Linked DNA regions of Oryctolagus cuniculus: regions 2 and 3 are each linked to region 1. The links are chromatin contacts, called in public Micro-C maps. All regions are on one chromosome and are shown on one strand. Each heading gives the region's core, a stretch centred on a gene start, on an enhancer-like site or on the middle of the called end of the contact. The rest is flanking DNA. Distances are from core to core; before and after follow the strand shown.

Region 1 (4,887 bases), core at 894-3,393:
GGGGACATTGAATGGTGTATTATCAGTTTTCTGGCTCCTGGAAAGAGACTTGGAGCACATGTCAATCTAACTATTATGTGTGTTGTATAAGCTCAGGGTTGCAACAGTGACCAAGGGCATTGCCCACCTTCTCCCAGCTCACAGTCTGGGGGAGGGGAATGGTATGCACAGGTGCCTAGAGAGAAATTAGGGTCATTTACCAGGAAGGATGACACAATGGCAGAACCGAATCCTGAGTCTCCAGGCAGGAAGATGGGGAGTGCAGCAAAGGCAGGCGTTCCCCGCAGAAGGAAGGGAGTTTTTTAAAAGACTGATAGGATCAGGTCTGCATTTATAACAGTTAACTAGCATCACTGTAGAGAAGGGACTGGAATGGGGGAAAGATGAGAGGTGCTGGTACTGATACTAGCATGTAGACTGAGTGTGCAGGGAAGGTGAGCGATTGGAGTGACGGGGTTCCAGGGTAGGTGAGCCGAGAGGGTCTAGGTCCGCTGCAGGTGGGGCTGTGTGGTACCCATTAGCCTGGAAGGATCCAGGAGAGCGCCAGGGTGGCTTTCCCAAGTGTGCCCCCAGCCGATGACAGGACACTTGCACCACAGCTCTGGGACAGAGTCCAGGCCATCTACAATATTTCAAAACCTCACATGCATGCTGTAATGTATCATTTTTATTTATTCTTTTCCTGAAAATCTCAATGTAAAAACAGTGCACCAGGAAGCCCTGTGTTTACTCGGTGGCTTTGAGTAGTACCCTAAGCCTAAGCCACACACCTGTGGAATGAATACTCCTCCCCCATCCCAACTGCCAACAGAAAGCAATGGATTCGTGGAACTCCAGAGCCAAACGACAGTGGAGAAGGAAAATTCAGAATAAATGGCCTGATGGTAACACAAAAGCAAGACCAGCAAAGAAATGTCTAGCCACCAAAGTTACCTTTCAGGGGAATGGACTTGAAAGCATTCGAGACAAGCTCATGAGACAGAGCTTGGGAAGTTAGGGCAACGTGTGAGATACTCTCCAAGCACTCGTCCACACTTGAGCCGTGATTCGCAGGCCTGGGACAAGTCCTTTCCATCCCAGGCTGCGCTCACTTCTTCTGCCCGCCTCTTGGGTCTCAACAGCCTCACTAAACCTAGGTCCACAGCCTCTGTCTCACTTTCTCACTGGCATCCTAGGGACAGGTGCTTCTCCCCAGGCTGGGGCAAGTCCTTGCTGTAGCTTCCTCTGTAGCATCCATCCGTGTGCTCCCCGGTGGTGCCTTGTCCCAGTCAAAAGACTCTAGAGCTGGGCCTCTGAGATGACCAGCCTCACAGAAGCCGCGAGCTCGGGAGCCTTTTGCTGCCATCTCCGTTCCCCCATGCAGAGACCTCCCAGCAGCCCAGCCCTGAGACCCTTTCCCTCGCCCCTGCAACCCCTCAGTGGCGTGGCCGCCTCCATATACCCCCCTTGGCGGCGGGGACCCGCGCTCCTCCCAAGTCTCCTCTGTAGGCCTTGCTAGGCTGTCCCCACCTTGTCTCACGGCTTTCGCTTTGAAAATGGTTCCCTCTACAGCGCCTCAGGGCTTCAGTGGTTCCTTCCCCCAAGGATCGCCCTGCCCTCCGTCCCACCGGTCCAGCCTTTGGGACCCAGCTGGCAGGCCAGTTCTTGGGAAACAGCGTCCACTTCGCCCAACCTGCACTGGTGACCTGTCCCCCCGGGTGCTGCCTGTTCTCCCCGCCCCCGACCGTGACAGGTTGAGGTCGGCGCCCTCTGGGTGCTGAAACGAACTGTCCCGGGGCCACGGCAGAATTTGGGTGCATGTCCACCCAGAATGCTTCTGTTACAATATAACCTTTAGTAGCAAGGTGGTTAATAAAAAAAAAAAAAAAAAAAAAAAACGAGCTTCGAGGACACGCCCCTCCGCCACTTCTTGGATCCCCTTCGCAACAGCGGTGCTGTTTTTCCGTGCTCTTTCCACTCGTTTGCAAGCCATGCCCAGTCCTGGACGCCGAGGGCCTTGTCTCGCAACTTTTCTCCTGCTTCGCGCTCCGAGCGCCGGGGACTCAGCCGCCGCGGCCGCACCCAGCTCCCCCTGGCGGCCGCGCCCCGCGCTGCAGTGGCCGCGCGCCCCGCCCCGCCCCGGCCCGGTCGGGCCCGGCCGGGGGAGGGGTCCCGGCGGCGGTGGCGGCGGCGGCGTCAGCGGCGGCGCCCGGGCGGTGGGAGCCGAGGCGCCGGAGCAAGATGGCGGCTCGAGTGCTGCGCGCCCGCGGAGCGGCCTCGGCCACAGGCCTCCTGCAGCAGGCGGCCCCGCGTAGCCTCCTACCCAGGCTCCGGTGAGCTGCGCCGCCCTTTCCGGGAGCGGCCGGGGAGGGGCCGCCACGGGGCAGAGGGCACGGGGTCCTCGGCGCGGTGTCCGCCCCGGTCCGGCCGCGCAGGGCTGCCCGGGGGCAGAGGGGCAGTGGGAGCAGAGGTCGCGGGAGGCGGGGCCCGGACACACTGGAGCCTCGGCGGGGTCGGGGCGCCTTTACCCTGCCCACCGGGCTCAAGGTCACGGCGGGGACGGGCCGGGGCGCGCGGCTCCGCCCTCGCCGCGGGGAAGGCGCCCGCTGCGCGCCACGCCGGCCCGGCCTGTGGGACTTTGACCGGGGGCCGGAGGCAGAGCACGCGCCCGAGGCCGCGGGGCCTGGACGCGCCGTGCCCGGCTTCCCGCCCAGAGCCCGGGTGTCTGCGAAGGGCGTGCTGACGCCGGCCGCTCCCTGGTCCCCCGGGAGCCCTCGGTGACGTGGTGGGGGGACTGGGTGAGAAAGTATTACAGTGACCAGCGCGAAGTGTTGAGGCCTTTCGTTTTTTCCTCCCTAACCTCATTGGATTAACTGTTTGGTCATCTGAATCTGTCACTGACATTTCCACCTTAAGTAACCAGAGCCCATCCTAACGCACCTGTAGATTTTGCTTTTTTTTTTTCCTTAACAGGGTTAGTTTGGAAGTTAAGAGATGGGACCTCTGAGAAGGTGAAGCGTACCAATGGGGAAAGGTGTTTTTGAACCCTGGTCTAGCCATCTTGGGGCCCAGCGCCCGTGCCTGCAGGGATGTCCAATTTATCCAGGTTGTCCAGGTTATGAAGGGACTTCTGGAGAGTTCTTAGAGAATTTAACATTATCTCTTTCAAAATTTACTTACTTATTTTAAAAGAGAGAGAAAGATCTTCCATCCACTGGTTCACTCCTGAGATGGCTCCTCCAATCAGGCCTGGACCAGGCCAAGGCCAGGAGCTTCATTTGGGTCTCGCATGTGAGTGGCAGGGGCCCGGGTATTTGGGCCACTTTCCACCACTTGTCCCAGGCCATTGGCAGAGAGCTGGATGGGAAGTGGAGCAGCTTCGGGACACAGACTGGCACCCAAGTGGGATGCTGGCGGGGCACGCAGTGGCTTTATCCACTACGCCACAACACAGGCTCTAGCACTATCTTTAAATTCCATTTTCCACAAACTTTTGGAAACCCTGCCCCACCCCACCCCCATACTTAAATTTGTATTCAGGTTTATTAACGAATCAACTTTCTTTTATTTTTTATAGTTATTTGTCATCTGTGTTTTTTTTTTTCCCCACACAGCAATATGAGCCTACCAAATTTGTATTTTGTTCCTTCCCAAAGAGATGGCAAACACTGAAAATATTTACTCAGCGTGTTTGCCCAAGTTACCCAAGGTCACAAAGTTAGTAAACGAGCTTTGGACTAGGTCTGCCTAGTATCCCCACTTCTCACTGGGGCCAAACGCTGTTGACACCGGAGTCCTCATCTCTGTCTCACTTGCTGGGTCCTTCTGCACTCTGTCTACTTCCCTTCCTGGCCTCCAGTCTGACTTAGGGGTAGCCATTGTCTAACTCACTAATTCTGCCAAATACCGCATGTGCAGAACGCACTGGGAGCCCTGCAAAACTGGGCATACCAGCCAGGGTGTCTGTCCTCGGGGACCCAGGAAAGGAGGTGGGGAACAGGACCAGAAAATTTCACATCTTGTGGGAGACCCTGAGAGCCGTGGATGGCCTTTGAAAGCATGAACTGCAGCACCACATTGTCCGATCCGCGTGTTTAAAAGATCTGTTTGGCTCTGGGGAGGGAACAGAATCAAGGGTAATCGCCAAGTTAGCAAATGCTAGTTCTGTTTACTAAGAGTTGTTCGTTCCTTAAATATGAGCGCCTGTTGCACTGTTGGCTGTTAGGAAATGTCAGTAAATAAGATAAGCTAGCAAGGCCACCCAGCAGCTAGCTAGCTAGTTCAGGGAGGAGAGAGGCAGGAGGGACTCAGATCAGCTTAGAACCTGGGAAAGCGTTGAGATAGCCAGGCCTGCTATTCAAGTGGAAGTAGGCAGTTGGCCACTTGACTCTTTGAAGGAGATGTCTGGACTGCAGGTAACATTTGAGAGTGGACAGTGTATAGGAATGCTGAATTGTTGGTTGATGAGTTTCATTAAGACTGTTTGGTAATCGGTTGAAGGAGTGGATGAGATTGCTTAAAGAGCGTGTGGACAGAGGAGGGGCTGAGAAAGAAGCCTTGGGATATGCCAGTGTTTACAGGCTGGGTACGGGAGCGGGAGCCAGCAAGGGAGACTGGGAAGAGCAGGCTGCAAGGTCATTGTTCTGTGTGTTTCAAGGAGAGAGGGGTCAGCCGCGCCAGGTGCTGCTGAAAGGCTGAGGTGACAGCGTGACAGGAGGAAACTGCCCTTGCTGACAGGGTGTTGTGGGTGACCTTGCCAGGGCAGTGCTTTCTGGAAAGGAGGAGGAAGTCTTCCTGGGCGGCTCAGCCCTGCCCGCACATTTGCCAGCTTATCTCCCTTAGCTCTGCTCAGCACCAGGCCCAGAGTTCCCAGCTGCCTACTGGACACTTGTCCCACAGGCACTCAAA
Region 2 (4,887 bases), core at 1,329-3,828, 720 kb after region 1:
GTTCATTCCCCAAATGGTGCAACAGCTGGGACTGGGCCAGACCAAAGCCAGGACTCCCACCCAGGTGCAGGGGCCCAAGGACTTGAGCCATCTTCAGCTCCTTTCCCAGGAACTTTAGCAGGGAGCTGGAAGTAGAGCAGCCAGGACTGGAACCAGCACACATAAGAGATACTGGCATTGCAGGTGATGCCTTTACCCTCTACTCCACGATGCTGGCCCCTAAATAAATTTTTCTTATAAAATAGACTAAAATCTACATGGGAAAATCCATATGAAACTAAGCCAAGTTTGTAAAATGTATAATTCAAGAACTATCTTTTCCTAATACCTAGTACCACAAGGAGAAAGATGTCATTCATGGGTTCTCCATCTACCTCTGAAATAATTACTTTTCCAAGGCAATTCTTCCTCATCCCTCCACTCATGTTTGGACAAAACAAAAATACTGGGACAGGAGAAGAGAGAATCCAGTAGATGCAGAGATAGTATGATAGGGACATAGGCAGAAGGAGACAAGAAAATATGGAGACTAAGACATTGCAATATCCTCTGACACCACCGGTCAAAGGAAATTCATAACCACCCTGAAATTAACAACCATTTTGGTTGTGAGGTAACCAGCCTCTTAACTGAATTGCAGGTAAAGATAATAACCTAGCTACAAGTTTCCACTTCTGGATGGATGAAAAAAAATTACTTAGCACGATAACAAGTTTCTCCTCTAATCAACATCAAAATTAGCAATGGACTAATGAATAGCATGCACTATAGATTTTCCTTTAATGGCCTCAATGAGTCAGACCTTCCAGTATCCATACTGTTGGCAGTTCCCTCCTATATTGACTTAGCCTTGGTCCCTTACTTACTTTGCTAACTATCTATGATCTCTTCTACTTCTCAATTCACTATCATAGCTACAAAGGTTGGAGGGGTCAAAGAGGGGCTTTGCCGGTGCTGTTACCTGTGCTTAGAACACTCCTGCCCAGACATGTACACAACAGCACAGCTGGTTCTCTCCCTTTTTGCTTGAATCATGTCCGTGAGGCCTTTCTGGTCCACTGGTAAAACTGCAAACTTATTGGCTGCACTTCTTTTTTTTTTTAAGAAAACATTTTAAAATTTATTTTTATTTAAAAGTTAATTTTTTATTTGAAACGTAGAGAGACAGAAATAGTGAGTAATCTTCCATCTGTTGGCTTCCCAAATGCTTACAATAGCCAAGGCTAGGCCAGGCTGAAGCCAAGAGCCTGGAACTCAATCAGGGTCTACCACGTGGGAAGCAGGGACCCAAGACTTGAGCCACCACCACCGTTATCAGGAAGCTGCGATCTGAAGTGGAGCCTGCACTGAAACCCAGGTACTTTAATACAGGATGAGGGGCATCCCAAGTGACATATTAACGGCTGCACCAACGGCTGCACCACAGCTTCCCTTATTTATTTTTAAAAATTTATTTGAAAGACAGAGATCTTTCATCTGCTGATTCACTTCCCAAAACACTGCAACAGCTAGGCTGGGCCATATCCAAGCCAGGAGCCCAGAACAAACTCTGTGTCTTCCACATTGGTGGCTGAGACTCCAGCACTTTCAGATGTTATCACCAGCCCAGGGTGTGCATTCCTAAGAAGCGGGACCCCAAGCACTCTGATCTACGAAGCAGGCTTCCCAATGGGTGCCTCAACCACTGCACCAAGACTGCCCTAGGCTGCACTTCCTACCGCTCTTTCTGTATTCTTTCCCCCCACAGCAATTACCACTGTCCAATGTCCTACCATAAATTTGTTTATTGGCTCCTCCACCTCTCCCTTTAAGCACCGCAACTACTTGGCACAGGTATTTTTGTCTTCCGTTCTTGTATCCTCAGCCTAACAAGCGTCATGCGCTGAGGAAACACTTGAGGAAGAAGTCGATTCATCTGTGCTCTGAAAATAAACGAAAACTGAGTAATCAGGCGACCTATCCAAGATCACAGAAGGCGACAATTTGCAACGCTGAGCTTCCAGTCCAAGTCTGCATCCCACACAGGACATAGATTTTCTTTTCATTCCTTCCCTGGGGCTGCATTCGGTGGCACAGGTGGCATCCAGGATACACAAGCAGTCAGTGTGTTTGGCTTCTGTCTCCAACATTCTTGAAATGGGATTCCACGTGGGATTCGACCACTGATAATACTGCGTGGCACTGGCGGAGTTATTCAACTTCTGGGTTTACTTTGCTCCAATGTAAAATCGGCGTTTGGACCCATTTCTCTCAAATCCTTTAACTCGAACACTTCTAGCTTTCGGGCAGTTCTCCCACTCCGTGCCGCTCCCTTGGGCGACACCCAAGGGGCAGTGCTGTCCTCAAGCATTTACAAGCCGGAACCCGGAAGCAAGCAGGGAAATACAGGCTTCTCCACGGCGTCCGAACGCTCCGGGTCAGAGCCCCAGCGTTAACCTGGAGGCAGCCCGGCCCCCCAGCGTCTTCGGCGCAGCTTCTCCACACAGCCTCTAGGAACCCGTTCGCCCACCACCGCCCCAGGGCACTAACTAGTCTCCTCCCCTCCAGGGCCCAAAGCCCCGGAAGTGACGCCGCGGACGTGCGTGACGTGCGTGCGCTCCCGGCGCCGGGGCGGGGCGTGAGAGGGAGGGCGGGTGTGAGGGCGGGGAGTGGACTGGCCGAGTCAGGACCCACTTGAGCTACGCGGGGAGAGCGGCGGTCCCGACGCCGGTGGAGCCGCCGACGAGGTGGGGATCAGAGGGACGGGGTACGAGGGTGGCGCCGTTCGGAGCTCCGGGAGTGGGCAGAGACGTCGTCCCGCGCGGGACGAGGGCTGCTGGGTCATTCGTCCGTGCCGTCCGGCCGGCGGGAGCCGGTTCGCGTCGGTGTCTCCGGCCGCGCTTCGTCCCACACCCGGGCCCCGGGCAGCGCGGCCCTGCTGGGCGCTAGGCCGTCGCGGTCTCTTCATCTTCTTAGTGCTCGCCCTCCCCTGTTTCAGGCAGTGGTTGCCAAGTTCTGCACGGCCCGGCCGAACTCGGACGGACCGACTGCCTCCTGCCACCAGTGCACCCTCCCGGGGGTGGCTCGCTCCTCATCCCGCGGAGTCCGAAGGGACACCTGTGGTGGTGGCCGGTCGGGTGGTGCCCGGACTCCTGCAGAACGCGTCTGGGTCCGGAGGCTCGGACCCAGAGCTAAGCCCGGCCAAGACGGGGGCGCCGGGACAGAACCGCCCGGGTGCTGGGCGGGGTGCTGTCTTGTCGCGGCCCCGGGATTTCAAGTCTGTGGTCCTGACTTCATCCCGCGCGCGAGGGCGGAGTGGTGGGGCCGGGTCGGAAGTCCCTGCTTTCGGACCGTCTGGGTGGAGAGCTCGCTGCCCATCGCGGAAGTTCGGCGGGGAGACAGGGAAGGACTGAGCCGTCGGGAGACCGGGTCATCGGCAGCTGGCGGTGTCTCAGCGCGGCTGACCAGTTCCTGCGGTTGGAAATGTGGCCGAGGGGCGCGGTGGGCTCGGCTCACCTTGGAGATGCCATGGGAAATTTTGCCAGGACGAGTTTGCAGCATCACCTGGTTTTTGGCTGAAAAGATTTTTTGGGAGAGCTTATAAGAATAGTTGCGCTTTTCCCTTTGTAAAACTAAAATTGTTTAACACACACACACACACCACAAAAACTTAAAATGGTTGTACCAAGAAAGCTTGCGGGAGGTGCCAGAAGATTTGATTATGTTGTTAATCCAATTAATGATAAGTCAGACTTAAGAGCTGCTGGTTCTTAGGCGGAGGATTAACACGTGTTCTGGGTTTGAATTTTTACTTCCCATCCAAGCAGGTCCATTTCTCTCCAGAAGTTAGCCAATGTAGGAGAGGGATGCATGGTGAAGATAATTTTAATACAGCGTGGCAAGGGTGTGTGCTAAGTGCTGAGCAGCTGCGGCCATGGCCACGCAGTTGGGTGTGGAGGGCGGAGGAAGGGAATACTTTTCTGAAGTGTCCTAGAGCTTGAGTAACATTCAGACTAACTAGGTGGGATGGGAATTTTGGAAGTAGGTGAGAATATGGGGGAGGGAGGAACTAAAGAAGCGGCCACTAACTACAAGGAGGTGCTTGTGGGATTGTTATGTGGTTAAAATGGAATTTTACCTAACTCTTCCACACTGGTCTGCCCTGTGGCTGATGAGTCGGATATGGTGCTTGGTTATGTCTTGTATTTCAATCTTTTCTGCTCATTAAATGTTCGAATTGAATTATGTGTTCATTTACTGTTGGTTTCTTTGTGTAAGGAAGGGTTTTTGATCAGCTAAGTTGTAGATGTCTGTAAACAAGAATTCTGCCTTTGTCTCTTTGCGTTTGCCATCTAAATTGGGCATTCACAAGTAGTTGGCTTGATGAGGATAATTCATTGAATTCTGGTGTTTATTGAGAAAACATTTTGGTCAGTACTCTCCCATTGTAATGTCTACATATGGAACTAAGATCTTGTTTCTTTTACTGGTGTCAGTTTTTGGCTGGAGTCAGGATTTCACACTTGATTGCATGAGTTTAATTTCTGGCACGTGTGTTTCTATTGGCTGTGAAGTAAATCCTTTTAGTAGAGTTGATCTGCCCCTAAAATATAGGAGATACCTATGTAACCTAACACCTGGAACTCAGACTAGACATGGTGCCAACTGACCATCGCCAGTTATACCATGCACACTAAAAACATAGTTTCACAGTTAAGGCCCAACGTTTTCTTTCCTTTACTTTTTTTTTTTTTTTTAAGTTTATTTATTTGAAAAGCTCAGTTACAGGAAGAGGAGGAGAGAGAGAGAGAGACAGAGACAGACAGACAGGCCTTCCATCTACTGATTCATTCCCCAAATGGCCCAATAACCGGGGCTGGGTCAGGCTGAAGCCAGGAGCCAGGAGCT
Region 3 (4,887 bases), core at 1,303-3,802, 670 kb after region 1:
TTAGTGCTGTGCTCTTCTCTTATGAACTTCTAGGAGTGGAGAGACCACCTGGAAGAGTGAACCAAAGAAGGAAGCTGATTCCAGGAACTTCCTATTATGTACTGAACCAACCTTAGGTCTGCAAAGACTTTCCATTAAGTAAGATAAAGATCCCCTACTCTTGCGGCCGGTGCCATGGCATAGCAGGTAAAGCCACCACTTGCAGTGCTGGCATCCCAAATGGGTGCTGGTTCGAGTCCCAGTTGCTCTACTTCTGATCCAGCTCTCTGATACGGCCTGGGGAAGGCAGTGGAGGATGGTCCAGTCCTTGGGCCCCTGCACCCACATGGGAGACCTGGAAGAAGCTCCTGGATCCTGGCCTCTGACCAGTACAGCTCCAGCCATTGCAGCCATCTGGGGAGTATACCAGCGGATGGAAGATCTCTCTGCCTCTGCCTCTCTGTAACTCTGCCTTTCAAATAAATAAATAAACTTTTTTTTTAAATCTCTTATTATTTAAACCACTTTTTGTTGTGGCGTCAGTTACAGCTGAATCATCCTAATTGTCATAAGGGTGAAAACAGGACATTTTGTGATAGATGTGTCTTTTTTTTTTTTTTTTTTTGACAGGCAGAGTGGACAGTGAGGACAGTGAGAGAGAGAGACAGAGAGAAAGGTCTTCCTTTGCCGTTGGTTCACCCTCCAATGGCCGCCGCGACCAGTGCGCTGCAGCCGGCGCACCGCGCTGATCCGATGGCAGGAGCCAGGTACTGATCCTGGTCTCCCATGGGGTGCAGGGCCCAAGCACTTGGGCCATCCTCCACTGCACTCCCTGGCCACAGCAGAGAGCTGGCCTGGAAGAGGGGCAACCGGGACAGAATCCGGCGCCCTGACCGGGACTAGAACCCGGTGTGCCGGCGCCACAAGGCAGAGGATTAGCCTAGTGAGCCGCGGCGCCGGCCCGATAGATGTGTCTTAAAAATTTTATTTATTCATTTGGAAGACAGAGGGAGAACCAGAGATATCTTCCGTCTCCCTGGTCCACTCCCTAAATGGCCTCAACAGCCAGGTCTGGGCTGGGCCAAAGCCAGGAGCCCAGAATACCATCCAGGTGCATGGTATCCCATGTACATGGCAGGAACCTAAATACTTTGAGCCATCTTCCACCTCCCAAGCTGTTCATTAGCAGGGAGCTCAATCAAAAGCAGAGCTGGGACCTGAACCTAGGCACTCCAAAATGGGATGTGGGGGTCCCAAGTGCTGTCTTCACAGGTAAGGCACACACCTATCCCTGTGATAGCTATTTTTTTAAAGATTTGTTTTTATTTATTTGAAAGACAGAGTTACAGAGAGAGGTAGAGACAGAGAGAGAGGTCTTCCATCCGATGGTTCACTCCCCAGAAGGCCACAAGGAGGGTGGGCTGATCCGAAGCCAGGAGCCAGGAGCTTCTTCCAGGTCTCCCATGAGGGTGCAGGGGCCCAAGGACTTGGGCCATCTTCTGCTGCTTTCCCAGGCCATAGCATAGAGCTGGATCGCAAGGGGAGCAGCCGGGACTAGAACCAGCACCCACAGAGATGCGCTTCAGGCCAGGGTGTTAACCCACTGCGCCACAGCGCCGGCCCGTGATAGGTATTTTGGAGAAAGGCTCCTACCCGTTCCAAGGGCCTTCTTTAGGGCAGTGCTGCTCATAGTGTGCTTCTCTGGACCTGAAGTAGCAGATTAACCTCTGAGTTTATTGGGAATTCAAATTCGAGGGCTTCACCCTAAATGGATCAGATTCTCTGGAGGTGAAACCAGGAATCTATGTTTCCACAAGATCATCCTCTGCAACTAAAGTTGGAGAAAACAGCGACCCCAGAGACTCATGGCTGGGAGAGGGGCGGGCCAGACAGTAGGACTGCCACTAGCTCATGGCTGACCTCCCTGAAGCTGTTTAATCCCTCAGGCCTCAGGAGCAGAAGAACTGGGCGTGGAAATCCTTGACCCCCAGGAGGCAGACCCAGCCCCAGGCAGCTTCTTCCTCCTGTAGGGCACACAGCACCCGCGCAACGCAGACGTGCTGGCTTGGCGGCAAGGGCCCGTCGCCATCCGCGTGTCCTGGGACTCTCACAGTGGGCACTCGCTGTCATTATTAACTGAACTCAACGGCCCCCATTTTAAGCTTTTTTTTTTTTCTCCCCGGATTCCTGCATGAGTCAATGGGGGAAAAGAAATGGAAACTCAGACTGTGCCCTTGCGGCTTGCGGAGGCCTAGCCACTGTGGCTGGGGTGTCTCCCTCTCCTGCATCCTCAGTGACGCACCTCCTCCCGCCACATCCTCCCGGAACGGCTGCCCAGGCCTTCCACCTAGGAGAGAGACAACAGTCAGTCCCCAGCCCTTTTCGGGAGCGGTGTCCTCAGAGCCAACCCGGCAGCGCCGCTATGAGGAGGTGGCCGTCGTGCACCCCCGCCAGTCCACAACGCGCCCGCTGGCCTATCAGGCGGCGGCCGTACGCGTTGCTCGCCTTGCAATTGGGCGAGCTGCCTGCCAATCATGGCGGAGCCTGCGGATTCTCGACCAATAACAGGGGGCGGGCCCTGTCAGGCCAGCGGCCCTGCAGTCTGCGCGGTGGTCCGTGAGCTGCGGACGCTGAAGGGAACTGTCGCCCCCTACCCCGGGCCCGCTCGCTGGCTCCTGGCCACTCCGGCCCGCTCGCAGCCGGCCGCGTCATGCCAGGCGCTGAGCGGCGCTAGTGTCTGGGACCGCCGCCCGCCTGCCTGCCCGCCCACCCAAAGCCGCGCCCACTGCCCAGAGCCAGAGGGATGGTGGTAGTCACGGGGCAGGAGTCAGACAGCCGTCGCCCGGACGGTGCCATGTCCAGCTCCGACGCTGAGGACGACTTTCTGGAGCCGGCAACCCCGACGGCCACGCAGGCGGGCCACGCGCTGCCCCTGCTGCCCCAGGAGGTACCTGGAGAGAGGGAGCATGGGAGGTTGACAGGGGGTCTCGTGCGACGAGCAGGTGCAGAGGGCAGAGCTGCCCTTGGGAGGGGGGTGAGCATAGCAGGACTGGAGCTCGGGGCGCAAGCTGTGCTGCCCCGCCTACCCCCAGAAAATGCACCAGGTGTGTCTTCCCTGCCTAAGGGAGCACTTGGTCTCCCAAGCCCCTCCCTCCAGTGTGCACTGCCTGCCACACTAAATGGTCACATCCCGCATCCCTATGTCGCACCGCTACCAACTGGAAGAGGGAGGGAGACCCGGAACCTCAAAAGTGATGGTGTCCTCTGGAGAGTCCAGGAAGAGGCCTTGGTCATTGCCCAGAGCAGCTCTCTGGCTGCCCAGGGAGTGGGGCGAGGTGCTATCTGCCCTCAAGGAGTAGGTCAATGTATAGCTGTGTCCACACCGCCGGACACCCCATGGCCTCCACTCCTGGCCGCTGCCCTCTGATGCACCGTGGCCACCCCTGATCTTGGTCTGTGTGATCCCGTCACTATCCTGCCTGAAAAAAATCACCCTCCAGAGAAGGAAGAGGAGAAGGGAAAGTAGACATTGCAGGTGGAGACTAGGAGATAGAGACTAAGGTAGTGCCCGGTGCGTAGCGTGGGAGGGGCTGGGCTGGGCGAGGTTTTGGGGGCAGCAGGTGGTGTTTTGTTAATGTCAGGAACCCTGTACCCACAGCATCATGGGACACTTGTGAAAATGGGCAAAATTCTAACCATAGTCTCTGCAGCTGGTGTGTGTGTTGGGGGGGGGGAGAGCCTTTGGAGACACAGTGGTGCTATTTTTTGTGCACTGTCACTGAGACAACAATGCAGTTTGAGGGAAAAGGCACAAGGCCTGGAGACTGTGGGCCATGGCTCTGGTGCTAGCCCCCCCACTGATCCCATTCTTGCTCCTAGTGAGCTCCAAAACTGTTCTCAGTTACTTCTTTCCTGCCTCTGCTTGAATCTTCTCATCTCTCCTGTGGTGTAAACACTTGGATTGGTGTGAGATGTCTCTGGAAAACAGGGTTAAAGAGCTCCATAAATGCAAAATATTATTTATCCTTCAGCGATCTTTGAGTGCATGGTGTGCAGCTAGCAAGGTTGTAGAGGACCTGTAGGGTAAGCAGAAGGCATTGTCCCTGTCCCTGGGCTGCCCAAAGTAACAGTCCATACACAGGACTCAACACCTGTCCATTGCCTTCGTTCGTTCAGCGAGTTGTGGGGTCTTTAAGGAAAGCCAGGCCCTGGGTGCATTTTGTGCAGTGTATTTGTATCCAACTTTATCTCACAAAGGATTTGCAAATGGGGAAAAGGGACTGTCCAGATACAGAGACATAGGCCTTCCCTGGAGCCACAGAGATGTTGTAATATTGAAAAGAATGCAGAGGGGTAACATTTTAGTTGATCTGGAGGAGGAGGTTTGTGGGAAAATCAGGGAGGATTGGCCTTGTTGCTTTCCAGCGCGGTTCGATGGAAGCCACAGGAGAGAAGGCCATTAAAGCAAAGACAATAGCCTGAGCATTTGAGAGGGGACCTTGAGCTTCCAGACTTGTGCCACTGATTGCAGAAGCTCAGCTGGACTGGGCACTAATCTTTCAGATTACATAGAACAGATGTAAGGGATGCGGGATGAGGCGTGGCTGTGTAGACGCATTCAGCGGACATCTGCTGGACCCTGCGGGAGGTGGCGGGGAGGGGGGTAAGCAGCTGCATGATTAGTGAATAAGATGCCCCCCTACCCTTGGGAACCTTGTTTTCTCACAGAGTCGGTTGACAGAGAAAACACGGCCAGTGAATGACAGCTCTGTCATCTAGTAGGATGTGGCATCCAGTGAAGTTGTGTTGGAGGAATATGTCATTAACTCTGTTTTGGGGGCAGGTGAGGGAAGATAGAGTGGATATGCTGACAGATGAGGGGCGTTTGGAAGCTTTTAGAATACGTGA

The links. Hi-C and Micro-C count contacts between places; a contact is called where the count stands out from the background.
Region 2: a Micro-C map of ear pinna shows a contact between it and region 1, with 2.9 times the contacts expected there. The contact joins the promoter of RABGEF1 here to the promoter of NIPSNAP2 in region 1. A contact is called at or near these places in 2 of 6 Hi-C or Micro-C datasets (ear pinna and an unstated tissue).
Region 3: a contact with region 1 is called in a Micro-C map of ear pinna, with 2.6 times the contacts expected there. The contact joins the promoter of KCTD7 here to the promoter of NIPSNAP2 in region 1. A contact is called at or near these places in 2 of 6 Hi-C or Micro-C datasets (ear pinna and an unstated tissue).

Annotation. Positions count from the first base shown.
Region 1 is chr19:65,783,398-65,788,284 of mOryCun1.1, forward strand. It overlaps NIPSNAP2 (nipsnap homolog 2), which reads left to right and starts at 2,144. Exons shown (of 10, transcript XM_051836325.2): 1 at 2,144-2,312. The coding sequence starts at 2,221. LOC138847078 (a long non-coding RNA gene) reads left to right here and starts at 2,321. Exons shown (of 2, transcript XR_011384684.1): 1 at 2,321-4,394.
Region 2 is chr19:66,499,484-66,504,370 of mOryCun1.1, forward strand. RABGEF1 (RAB guanine nucleotide exchange factor 1) reads left to right here and starts at 2,579. Exons shown (of 9, transcript XM_002722278.5): 1 at 2,579-2,726.
Region 3 is chr19:66,454,009-66,458,895 of mOryCun1.1, forward strand. KCTD7 (potassium channel tetramerization domain containing 7) reads left to right here and starts at 2,553. Exons shown (of 4, transcript XM_002722279.5): 1 at 2,553-2,926. The coding sequence starts at 2,783.